2 separate regions of the Sus scrofa genome follow, and region 2 is linked to region 1. The links are chromatin contacts, called in public targeted proximity ligation maps. All regions are on one chromosome and are shown on one strand. The core of a region is the stretch at or near the end of the contact, and the rest is flanking DNA. Distances in the headings are between cores, read along the strand shown.

Evidence for each region.
Region 2: a contact with region 1 is called in a targeted proximity ligation map of alveolar macrophages. A contact is called at or near these places in 1 of 47 Hi-C or Micro-C datasets (embryonic fibroblasts) and 1 of 2 datasets of targeted methods (alveolar macrophages).

The regions. Positions count from the first base shown.
Region 1 is chr4:111,497,177-111,503,792 of Sscrofa11.1, reverse strand. No RefSeq gene overlaps it. Among named protein-coding and RNA genes, the nearest start is that of FAM102B, 33 kb to the right of the region's middle.
Region 2 is chr4:111,986,873-111,993,683 of Sscrofa11.1, reverse strand. It overlaps VAV3 (guanine nucleotide exchange factor VAV3), which reads right to left. Exons shown (of 28, transcript XM_021090110.1): 3 at 1,789-1,847. Among named protein-coding and RNA genes, the nearest start is that of VAV3, 170 kb to the right of the region's middle.

The DNA.
Region 1 (6,616 bases), core at 4,068-6,567:
AGGCCGGCGGCTACAGCTCAGATTCAACCCCTGTCTTGGGAATCTCCATGTGCCCTGGATGCAGCCCTAGAAAAGACAAAAAAGAAAAAGAATCTACACAGGCAGTTTGTCACTTAGCCCTAATGCCACAGAAGTCACAGGTAAGCCACATGCCTCCCTCAGACACCAGCCCCCAAGACGCTCTCTTAGGGAGAGAATTAGTGAACACTTGTTATCCAAAAGGAAGTAAATGCTATTTAAAGGAGCTCATTCAGTTACCAGACGGTCTAAGCTTTAAAACACATTAAATGTTTGGTTAACTTCTTTTCCCTTTCTCTAACAGGTGAGGCTCAGGAGAAAGACCGGTTTAGGCAAATAAAGTACATTTTCTTTCTGGACATACCTGAGTTTATTATGAGCTGAGATTTAGGAGGCTTTGTCCCATTATTATTATTCTGGACTCATGCTTTGAAATCTTCTCTATGCGAACTGTTTCTTGATGGTCTCTACCCACATTGGGCCACAAGACTCAAGGTGAGAGCCAGCACCTCAGGATGACCTTAGAGGACGGAAAGAGCCCACATTCTCGGTGAGCCACTTCTGGAACCAGCTTCCACTCTTTGGACAGGAGACAAACTAAGCCTCTGTTATTGAAGCCACTTTTTGTTGGGCGTTTAAGCCATTTTTCGTTTGTTCTGTCACAGCTGCACGTATCATAACTTATAGAAAAATCATAACTCATGGAATAATTACAAACCAACGTGAGTGTAATTCTCTTTATTACACTCATCTCGGTTTGTAATTATTCTATGAAAACAGAGGCCCATACACACACACACACACACACACACACACACACACACACACACACTTATCAGGGAATGAGGGAAGGCATGCTGAAGTTTAGGTGATATTTAATCTAAGACCTGAAAGATAAGCAGAAGCTGGCCAATGACAATTGAGGAAAACAGCATTCCCTGAACTTTTAACATTTCTGAGAAGAAAAAGAACTTGAAAAGTTCAAAGAACTAAAGGAAGGCTACTGTTACTGGAGAATAAGGAACAATAGAAAGAGTGGCATAAAATGAGATTAAATTCCCTTTGTGGCTCAGCAGAAAATGAACCCAACTAGTATCCATGAGGACGCAGGTTTGATCCCTGTCCTTGCTCAATGGGTTTAGGATCCAGCATAGCTATGAGCTGTGATATAGGTCACAGATGTGACTCAGATCTCAAGTTGCTGTGGCTTGGTGTAGGCCAGTGGCTGCAGCTCCAATCTGAGCCCTAGCTTGGGAACTTCCATATGCCCCAGGTGCAGCCCTAAATATAAAAAAAAAAAAAAAAAAAAAAAAAAATTAAATTAAATTAAATTTAAAAAACCCACAAGTTTTAGTTCCTGCTGTTGGGTAGTGGGTCAGGATTCTGACTGCAGCAGCTGTGGTCACTTGCAGAGGCACGGATTCAGTCCTGGCCAGGCACAGTAGGTTAAAGGATCCAGTGTTGCCACACCAGCAATGTAGGTCAAAGCTGTGGCTCACATCCAATCCCTCGCCTGGGAACTTGCATATGTCTCAGGTGTGGCCATTAAAACAAAATTTAAAAACACCAGTGTTAAAAATCCTAGTTGTTATCCCAAGAACAATCTCGAGCTCTATAATCAGGATAAATTAGGTTACGCTGGGATAACAAGCAACTCCAGAATCTCAGGGACCCACGGGGCAAATACATTTGTAAATAGACCTATCATAAGTCAGCTGTGGTCTCTGCTCCTGGGATGTCCCTTTCCTTACTCTGGGACCCAGGCAGCCACTATCTGGAATGTCATTGGTAGCCATGGCAAAGAAAAGAGAAAAAGGGAGAAGCCTGCTGTGGCTCTTAAGCTTCTTCTGCTCAGAGGTGACATATTCAATTTTAGTGTTCATTTCATTGGCCAAAGCAAGTGACATGCTCTCCTGGCTTTACATCCTCCTGCTGGGGAGGATGCTGAACATTAATGAACAATACTACCGTCTAACCAGAAACTATTTAAGCATCTGGAAGCAGAATAAATATGATTTAATTCACAATGTACACTATCCTTCTAGCTGCCACGTGGAGAATAAGAAAAAAGGGAAGCGTCAGCGGAGTGAGATCAGTCATGAGAGTCTTGGGGCTGTCAGCTTAAACTAGGGTGGTAACAGCGGAGGAGAGAAGCAGACAGATCATGATATATTTTAAAGCTAGAACTGCAAGAACATTGTGAATGAGCGGATGAAGGAGAGAATGATCCTGCTATAGACTGAATGTTTGTGTGCCCCCACATTTGGTATGTTAAAATTCTAACCCCCAAAGTAATGGTGTTAGGACGGGGGTTTTTAGGGGATGAGGTCATGAAGAGGATCCGTGTCCTTGTAAAAAAGATTCCAAAGAGCATCTTCAGTCCTTCCTCCTTGTGAAGACACAGCAAGAAGATAGCATCTATGACCCAGAAAGTGGGCCCTCACCAGACACGGAATCTACCAGGGCCTTGATCTTGAACTTCCCAGCCTCCAGACTGTGAGAAATAAATTGCTATGGTTTATAAGACACTATTATTATGGTATTGTTATAGCAGCGCTCCTGGCCTGAGATGGTATCAAAAATCACTTTTAGGTTTCCGGCATGAAACACCATGTCAGTGGAACTGCTAGTCCCAGAAGTGGAGGAGACTGACTGCGGATAAGATGACTGGGAGTCAAGCAAGTGGCAAAACTGCATGCCCAGTTCAGAAAAGAGGTCCAGGCTAGAACTATAAGTTTGCTAGTCATTGGCATACAGATAGATTTTAAAGCTATAGGAGAGAGGTCCATCACTTAGAAAGCGTGGAGTACGGAGTTCCCGTTGTGGCTCAGTGGTTAACGAATCCGATTAGGAACCATGAAGTTTCGGGTTCAACCTCTGGCCTCGCTCAGAGGGATAAGGATCCAGTGTTGTGTGAGCTGAGGTGTAGGTTGCAGATGCAGCTCTGATCCTGTGTTGCTGTGGCTGTGGCGTAGGCCGGTGGCTACAGCTCAGATTAGACCCTAGCCACGGAAAAGACGAAAGACAAAAAAGAAAAAACGAAAGCATGAAGTAAGAAGTCCCTAGGCCAAGCTCTGGAAAACTCTAAAATGTAGGTGTCAGGGGTAGGCAACAGAGCTAGCCTGGCATAGTGGTAAAGAGTCAGGCTCAGATTCGAGCTGCCTGCATTTGAATCTTCTGGAGCAAATTACATCATTTCTCTGAGCCTCCGTTTCCTCATCAGTACCAGTTCTGTCTCAACAGTCTAATGTAGAGATTAAGGAGTTCCCATTGTGGCTCAGCAGGTTAAGGACCTGACTAGTTGCTGTGAGAGTGCCGGTTCGATCCCTGGCCTCACTCAGGGTTAAGGATCCAGCCTTATCACAAGCTGTGGCGTAGGTCCCATTCCGAAGGAGGTTGTCTTTTCATTGTTGGTTTTGTTTTTTTGTTTGTTTGTTTGTTTGTTTGTTTGTTTTATGGTTTCCTTTGCTGTGCAAAGGCTTGTTAGTTTGATTAGGTCCCATTGGTTTATTTTTGCTTTTATTTCTATTGCCTTAGGAGACTGACCTAAGAAAACATTTCTCAGAGAATATTTTGCCTATGTTCTCTCCCAGGAGTTTGAGGGTGTCTTGTCTTAGACTTAAGTCTTTAAGCCATTTTGAGTTTATTTTTGTGCATAGTGTGAGGCTGTATTCTAGTTTCATTGATTTGTACACAGCTGTCCAGTTTTCCCGGCACCACTTGCTGAAGAGACTGACTTTTTCCCATTTTATATTCTTGCCTTTGTTGGTCAAAGATTAATTGACCATAGGTGTCTGGGGAATTATAGTCATTATTTCTCTGAGGGAGACTGAACAAGAGCCTTCAGAAAAGTAGGAGAAAACAGGAAAGTTTTAAACCATAAGAAGAGGCTGTTTTTAGAAAAAGAGAGCTGCCAAAAGTGTCAAATGCTACTGAAAAATTGAGTAAAATTAAAAGCTAGAACTGAAAAGTGTCTTTTGGATTTGGCAAGAAAGGCATCAGCATTTTTAGTGAATTGGTGGAGCAGAAACCAAATTAGGGAGAGTTAAAGACGAAATGCATCCCTACGTCATACTGTGCACAGAAATAAATTCCCACTGAAGTAGATATAAAAGTAAAATGTGAAACCTTAAAATGTTATGAAGAAAATTTGGAAGAATATCTTTGCGATCTCAGTGTAGAAAAGGAGTTCCAAAACAAGACAGAAAAAGCATAAACCAGAACTTACAAAACAGAAACAGACTTAAAGATTTCAAAACCAAACTTATGTTAACCAAAGGGGAAACGTGGGGTAGGGGAGAAATTAGGGGGTTGGGGTTGATATATACACACCATTATCATACTATATATGCAATAGATGGGTAACAGGGACCTACTGTCTAGCGCTGGGAAATTTACTCAGTAGTGTATAATGAGCTGTATGGGAAAAGTTTCGGGCTCTTCGCCTGAAATTAACCCAACTTTGTAAGTCAACAATTTGCCAATAAAATTTTAAAGATGAAAAAAGAAAAAAAGAAAATCACAAACCTTAAAGCACAATTTTGGTAAAACTGAAAACATCTGTGCACCAAAATACATCATTTAAAAGGTGAAAAAGATGAGTCACAGAAAGAAAATACAAGCTTACGAATAACAAAAAGTAGTATTCAGAATATGTAAGGAATCCTGTAAATCAATAAGAAAAAGAGAAAAACCTAATAAGTGGGCAAATACTATGAACAGGGATGTTATGGGGACCTACAACCTATTAATGTTTTCACCCTAACAGTGCCCTCATCTCCTTATGTCATTTCTCTTTTTACTTCCACTTAGATTCCATAATACATCATCCTAATCAATACCTTTCATATCCCTTTACATTTTGGTCCCGCTTTCTTTTCCTTATTCATTTGGCAAAACCATAACCTTAGGTAAATTCAAATCTCCTTGTTCTTTGCAGCTTCAGCCCTTGTCTATGGCTGCCTACAGCTGTGGATGCCCTTCCTTCAGTGCAGCCAAAAAACAGGTGCAAGTCCTAATGATAGTTTGTAGTGGTGGGAAGATGAAGGGGGCCCAGGCCTTTGGAATAATGGCTTCTATTTCTTCAATAAATGAATGAAGAAATGGTGAAAGTGAGGATGCAAAGGAGAGAGCATCAGAAAAAGAGGATGTGAGAGCTGGAAATTTGAAGAGATGCAAGAAGGGATAGCATAATTATTGTAGAGAGTGGGAAGGCTATGTCACAAGAGAAACTGGGTAAGATTTGGGGGAACTTTGAGTTGCAATCTGTGGTCATGAATGTATGGAATATCCTTTGTGAAACGTACTGTGCCTATCATGTAAGCCAGAACTGGGCACACTCATCTCATGACAGTTGTAGGGGACTCAGTCCATTACATCACAGCACTTTTGGTCAAAACTACTAACATGCCAACCTCTATTCCTCCACATGGCGTGGAGTTTATTCTAGTCCACTCGCCCAAAGGCTCTGCACCTATTTATTCCACTCAGCCTACACAGCTTATGCATGCTTACACATGGTGGAGCAGTGAGACAGAAGGAGCCAGGATCTTGGGGCCTTTATGTCAGCCCTAGACTGTCTATATTTCTGTGAAACAGAAATAAACTCGGGCCTTTAGCCGCCATCATTTCAGGCCTTCTACCACCACAGCTGATCTTAAATCGAACCAATAAAAATCCTCCATTAAAAACACACGGCTAATCAAAATAACAGTTAACCAGAAAAATGCCCAGGTTAAATCACAGTCGAAATGACAGTGAATATAGTTTTAAAACTGTTAAAATATATTGAAGTGAAAATAACTTTAGCATTTTAAATGAAATCAATGTATTGGGAAAAAGTTTTACTAATTTTATGTAAATCCATGTATAATGATATTTATGAAACAACTTGATAAAATAATGATAAATGAAGATTTCTACAGCTGCGCACATTGCTTCAACTTATCATTTATCTAACATTTACGGAGTGCACATACCCTGTTAAGCAGTATGCTAGCCACCAGGAATATGAAGATAAATGAAAGAATCTTTGACTTCCCTTGAGGAGCTCACAGACCGATGATAGACATAAACAGATGTGGTACTTGATATACTTATTTTTTATTTGTGGGCTTTTTTAAATTCATGAACGTATTTTGTAAACTCAGCAATAAAATTTTTTTTGTCTTTAAAGAAGAGATCCCCTTTGTCGGGGGAAAAGGCTAAATGTAATTTGGCTCACTGATCAGTAGAGGGCGACAGAACATCAGACGGACCGCTTAACAATGCCTTCGTGGACCATGTTGTAGACAGATTTCCACATTTTATTCAATTAATTCGTTACCCCAGACTCACTAACAGCTTAGCAATGAACATACAAAGCATTTAAATTCATTCTGAATAAAACGCATTTATTATTTGGAAAAAACACAGTGAAATAAATAATTTTCACTCATTCATGTTTTATTTATCTTTCTTTTCCACAGTTTATTCTTCTATGTCCTACAATATCGTGAAAGATTCTCACCTGAAGAAATGCACTGCATCAGCTTTTTTTTCTCATAAGTGTTGCAAATACAGTTTATCTGTCTTAGTATCTTTCCAAGAATGGTCAAGT
Region 2 (6,811 bases), core at 3,549-6,048, 490 kb before region 1:
ATTACACTATAGTTCCAAAAGTTTTTCCCTTCATTTACTTGCAGCCAACATGGCATATGTTTCATAAAAAAAACAAGAGGATACATCAACATAACAAATGAGCACTAAATAATTATAGTTAGTATGTTGAAAATATTTTCACATTGGTTTATGGATTAACTTAATCCTTAAGACATCTGAAGAACCTACATCTTTTCAAATATATTAAAATGTGTGAAAAATGCTACTTTCAAAATCCTTTTTTTTTTTTTTTTGGCTGCAGCATGGCATGCAGAAGAGAAGTTTCCAGGTCAGTGATCAAACCCGAGCCACAGCAGTGCCAATGCCAGATCCTTAACCCACTAAGCTACCAGGAAAGTCCTCAAACTCTTTTTTATAAATAAGTTTTGACACATTTTTTTTATGCTCTTACATACAAGTCCACTGTAGAAAAGAAATGAAAATACAAATATGAATAATTAAAAAGGGGAAAAAACCTCTTTTAATGTATATCCTTTTAGAATTAATATATAAAAACTAAAAAAAAAATAGAATCATGCTATTTCAAAATCTTATATTTTTGCATATAACAGAAAATAGATGTTGACATGGAAAGAGAATCATTTCTTCCATAAGAGAAGATTACAAGGTATAGACCATCTATCCAGCCTTTAGACTACTTCTGTCAAAAGCTGCCAAAATCAGGGCCCATTTCCAAGGGTCTGGGGCGGGGGGTTTCCTCCTCAAGTTCACTGTGCCCTGCACCAGGGACTGGGCTGCCCGGGCCACTCCTGATCGGACCTGAAGGATTCTCTCTTAGAATCTGAACATGAACAAGTCATAGACAAACAGAAGCAACAGAAGAGGCCCAGGGTCACAGAGCCTCATAACGCTCGAGACTGAATTACACAGCCCTGAGGAAACCAGGTCAAAGAGATCCATTCCATTCCCACGTCCGGGAGCGAATGAGACTGTTTTTCTGTGCTTCTAACGTGACGAATAATACAACTTTCTGATTAACCTAACTTGATATGCAGTATTTTAAACAGAAAAGGCCCAACACAACATATGCCTTTCCATTTCCATGGTAACTGACTGCATAATGCCTCGCTGCATGGAGAAGGTATAATTTAACCAATTTACAGTTGACCCTTGAACAACAGGGTTTGAACTGCACGGCGCCACTTACAAATTTTTTTTTCAATAGTAAATACGACAATACTACACAATCCACAGTTGGTTGGAGCCACGGATGCAGAGGAACCAAGGATGCAGAGGGCCAGCAGCTCTGTCGTACTCGAATTTTCCACCGTGTGGAGGGGTGATGCCCCAACCCCATGGCTGTTCAAGAGCCAACGGTACTTCCCAGTTTTTCGTTTAGCCCCAGACCTTCCACATACATGCTTGTATTGCTATGGATGACTGGCTCTACATGAACTAACATCTTTGGCAGTGTTTCTTTAATTAGGCGTTTCTGTTTGTTTTGATGAATCCCATGTATAGAAATGTTAGAGGACACTAAAAAAAAAAAAAAAAAAAAGAAAAAAGAAAAAGAACCATTTCCATGACAGTCACCACTGAATGGAGAACGACGATCAGCCAATGCGTCTTACTCAATTCTGTAAGTTCTAATTTGCTCAATCCGTCTCGAATACGTATTGGGCACTTATAAACGAGGCACTTGGCATGCATGAGATGTGGTCCCCTGTGCAAAGGACTTGGCAAAGTTCATCACAATAGTAACCATTCGATACGTAATCATTTCACCGAACTGACCAGTACACCCGAACCACAGAGCAACGAGCGTACCTGATTCCCGTGGCCAACGCTATCGGTGTGCGGGAAAGTCGTGATAATGTTTCTATCACCTGAAAAAAGAGGAAAGGGTTAATTGGATATGTATTTCACAAAGGAAAACATTTTTCTAAAATAGGAGGTTTACGATCTCATATTACCAACGGCGGCAGAAATGCAATGTTGCAAATGCCGCTAAGCGCAGAATAGGAAGAGCGCTGGGAAGTGTAAACACCTGCCTGATAATTGGGTCCCTTTCTCTCACTTCATGGCTCTAAGCAAACTGCTACATTGGCTGGCAATTTCTTTAACAGTAAAAAGCAAGGAGTTAGGGCAATCCTAAAAGGCCATCATGTCTCCATGTCTACATAATCTGAAAGGCCCTGTTAAGACTGTGCTGTCCAAAGTAATAACCACTAGCCACACAGAGGCTATTTAAACTTAAATTAATTAAAAATCTGAAAAAAAAAATTAAGTTCCTGCTTTCCCACTGTGGCTCCGCAGTGATCATGAGGATGCGAGTTTGACCCCTGGCTTCACTCGGTGGCTTAAGACCTGGCGTTCCCGAATGAGCTACGGTGTAGGCTGCAGATGGGGCTCAGAGCTGGCGTGGCTGTGGCTGTGGAGGAGGCCTGAAACTGCTGCTCTGATTTGACCCCTAGCCCAGGAACTTCCCTATGCTGCAGGTGCGGCCCTAAAAAGAAAACAAAACAAAACATTAAGTTTCTTAGTCGTACTTGCCACACTGCAGGTGCTCAGCAGCCCATGCGGCGAGTAGCCAGTGCACTGGACCACATGGAGAGCAGACACCGCCACCGTCATGGAAGGATCTACTGGACAGCACTGCAATGTAGTGAAGTGATTTTAAGGGTGGGCTCTCAAGTCAGACCATGTGAGTTCTGCTCCTAACTTTATCATTTATGAGCCATATAACCTCAGGCAAACCCCTTCTTTGGGTTTTAGTTTTTTCGTCTGGATACTGCCTATAATAACGTTGGATTAGTCATACTCACTAGATTATTATAAGACGTTAAAAGACAATACACGTAAAGTATTTAAATGGTAGTAGCTATTCTTTAAAACTGCCAACCTTAAAATATTTTCTGGGTATTTTCAGAAAAAGAAACTTCCTAAATTACCGTAGATAATCTGTATCTGTTTCAAAACCTCTTCATGAAAATTCCCATACCTAACGCCCACGTGCCCTGCTGGACCTTCGGCATCAGTGCCCCGTAACTCTACCCTTCCTTCCACGCGTAGACCTCACACCATCTCTTTCCAAGTCCTGGGTGAGGAAGTCAATGAGCTAAAATGTATTTTTCTCACGCAACTCGTTGCTATGATAATAGATATAAGTTGTCCTAATTAAAGAAAATGGAAAGAGGTTCTACTACAAGGCCTATTCAAAATGAGAAGAAAAAAAAGCAAAGAAAAGGAAAAAAAAGGTAAACATCTCTCTCTGGGTTAAGGTAATCTTTGAATTCCTTAGTTCAAAGACGGAACCGCCAAGGTTCCGGGGCTGTGCAGGGGCTGTGCAGGGGTCTCACTCGGTGATTACCCACACATATGCTTATTTATCACCTACTGGAGGAGGCAGCTTATCACTGGGGTGACAGACTCCGAGCTCTGAGGTAAGGACACCTGGCTGAGCGAGGCCACCCCTTACCGGCCTTATGGATGGTAACAACCACTCACCTGCCTCTCGGAGTTACTGGGAAAAGTAAATGCGATAACGCCCATCAACAAATGCTTAACTCAATAGATGTGAACTTTAAAAAAGAATCCCATCGCAGTAGAGTTGATTTACCATGTTGGGCTAATTTATGCTGCACAGCAAGGTGATTCAGCCACACATACACACACATCCGTTCCCATAGAGGTCGTCACAGAACACTCTCTAGATTTCTCTGTGCTACACAGCAGGTTCCTGTGGATCACCCATCCCATACACAAAAGTGTGCATGTGTCAGTCCCAGCCCCCCCAGTACTTCCCTCTCCCCTCCACCCTTCCCCGTTGGAAAGCATAAATTTGTTTTCAAAGTCTGTGAGTATGTTTCTGCTTTGTAAATAAGTTCATTTGTATCATTTTTTCACTTCTTTATCCATTCCTCTGTTGATGGACATAATAAATGTAAACTTTTATTAACATATAAAATACAATGATTATATACAAAAGAAATTTAATTGGAAGCCTTCATGCAACTTCTTCCTGGTTGAAGAGCGAGAAACCACCACCAAGATAACACCTGATATCAATTCATTTCCATAATAAAGACAGCACATCTTTAGTGAGTGTGTAAATTCAGGAGATGATGTATGAACAAATACTAAATTTATCAAAATAAACTGATTCAGGAGTTCCCTTTGTGGCGCAGTGGTTAACGAATCCGACTAGGAACCATGAGGTTGCGGGTTCGATCCCTGCCCTTGCTTAGTGGGTTAACGATCCAGCGTTGCCGTGAGCTGTGGTGTAGGTTGCAGACGCGGCTGGGATCCTGCGTTGCTGTGGCTCTGGCGTAGGCCGGTGGCTACAGCTCCGATTCGACCCCTAGCCTGGGAATCTCCATATGCTGCGGGAGCAGCCCAAGAAATGGCAAAAAGACAAAAAAAAACTGATTCAGGATAAAAATAATCATTTGCTAAATTTCTGAAAATATGCATTATTGAGTGAAGAGTCCAGCTACTGGAAGACTCCAGAATAATCCGTGGAGTAATATTTGGGCTCATGAATTAACCGCATTGTTGAATTTTAGTATGAGCCTTGTCCTGACTTGGCACTGTTTTAAAGTTACAGGGTGGAGTCAGCCTCTAATTTTTTTTTTTTTCACTGTGGTCCCAGCAGTGTCACTATTTATAAAAAGATAAATAGCAGCAGTATTAGCATGGCTACACATGTGCTGTTGCTCTCATTTACTTTAACACAAATACTAAAACACCAGAACTATTCACAAGCTGTGCCCTCCCCACAAGACTCTTATGTAGTTTGATTTTTTCATATAACTGTCCACCAGAGGGAGCCAGACGACAGTATATTCGCTTCTGCAATGCGTGTACCGTACAAACATTTCTGAAAATAAACAAGCTGAAACCATCGCCTCTTATTGACTCAAAGGGATTACTGATTACTACTCTATCATAGAAAAATACCATAAAAATATAAATCGTGGAAGAGACGGGAGGATAGTATGTAGTATGTCCTAAAGTGAATCTCTCAGGTCTATCGCTCAGGGTTATTTCTATCTTATGGTACATCAAGTCCATCCATTAACTCCAAGTTTAGCCAAAGCAAATAAAGGCTGTTTGGTCAATGCAGCATTTTTAGAACAGTGTGTATTGTATTAAGGTAAAGTGCATCCGGATTTGAAATAGACAAGTACACAAATTAATGCCAGATTCTTAAGTCCTCTGTGTGGAGACCAATCTACTGTTAGAAACATCCATCAGGAATATTTATAAAAGGAAACATCCCCAAGGGCAGTAAAAAAAAAAAAAAAAAAAAAAAAAAAGGAAGAAGAAGAAAAGACTATTTGCCTTGAAATGCCTTAATTTCGAAAATTTCACCTCAAATAATATGGAATACGGACATTTACTCTCAGAAAGAGGAGCAGCGAGTTAGATTATTTGCAAAGTAACAGGCTGACAATCAACTACTAAATCCCCAGCAGGGATTTTTCCTTCTCTACATCATCATCCATCCTTTGTTTGATAAGAAGAGTGGCATCTGTAAGAAAAAAATTCCAGATAACAATGCCTAAGAGTTGTCGTGGGAGGAAGGGGGGTGGCGTGGGCAGGCAGGCTGCTTTATGAGCGTGAGATCCCAGAATCTGTGAAGGATCAAGGGGCAAGTTGAAGAAAGACAGCGGGGTCAAACCTGCCTTTTTAGAAGATCTCAGCAAAGTGCAGGAGAGACTAGGGTAGGAGGAGGTGGCATACAGACAGGGGCCAGGAGAGCCACTAGGAGAGGTTTCTCCATTATCCAGGGAAGAAATGAGAGGTCTGAACCAAGCAGCAGCAGAGCTAGAGAAGAGGTGGACAGATGCGAAGTATTTCTCAGTAGCTGATGCACCGGGGAGGCTGAGGGAGGAGAAAGAGCTCAGGATGACCTGAGCTATTAACATCATGAAGGGCCAACTCCACTGCCGCCACCTGGAAAGCTCCAGAAGGCTGAGAGCAGGAAGCTCTGGTTCTCTGTTCCATGCATGTGCCTGACCATGTACATCACGAACTTGGCCAGGCTGGTCCCCATCCAGAGCCTTCTCTCACCTTCTCCCACCTCCAGTCTGGGTTCTTTGTGTCCCCACAGGACTCTGGACATAACTCTGCCCTAGCATCTATCACCTATTTTTAGAAATGTATTTGCTGTCTAAAACATTTGGAAAAGCCCCATGTTTTGTCAACTGAAACAATATAGTAACACATAAAAGTCGTCTGTCCACACCTGTCTCCCCATCTGCCTATACAGGAGCTAAGAATCTGGTTATGACTCTTGCAGAAATTTTTTTTTCCTTTTCCTTTACAATTATTATTTTAGGTAATGTGTCTCTGTTATACAGACTTTTTGTCAACATAGTTTTGTCAGTTAACAATATATCACAAATATTGTGTCAACACATACAGATCTCCTTTTTATTTTAATGTTATGTCAGTGTCTGTGGATAACATAACAATGTAACCATCCCCTGAGAGTGAGCTTTTTCTATATCTGCTGCAATACTGTTGTAATCACCATCCTTACCAAACATCTTTTCAATTGTGTGCAGGTATTTCTACAGGCAGGATTCCTACATGGGATAGCTAGGGCAAACAGTACAACCAGGAGTTCCCGTCATGGCTCAGCGACAGCGAATCTGACTAGCATCTGCGAGGACGCAGGTTCGATCCCTGGCCTTGCTCAGTGGGTTAAGGATCCAGTGTTGCTGTGGTTGTGGTGCAGGCCAGCAGCTACAGCTCCAATTTGACCCCTAGCCTGAGAACCTCCATATGCCACGGGTACAGCTCTAAAAAGACAAAGGAAAAAAAATTTAAGTTCCCACATAAA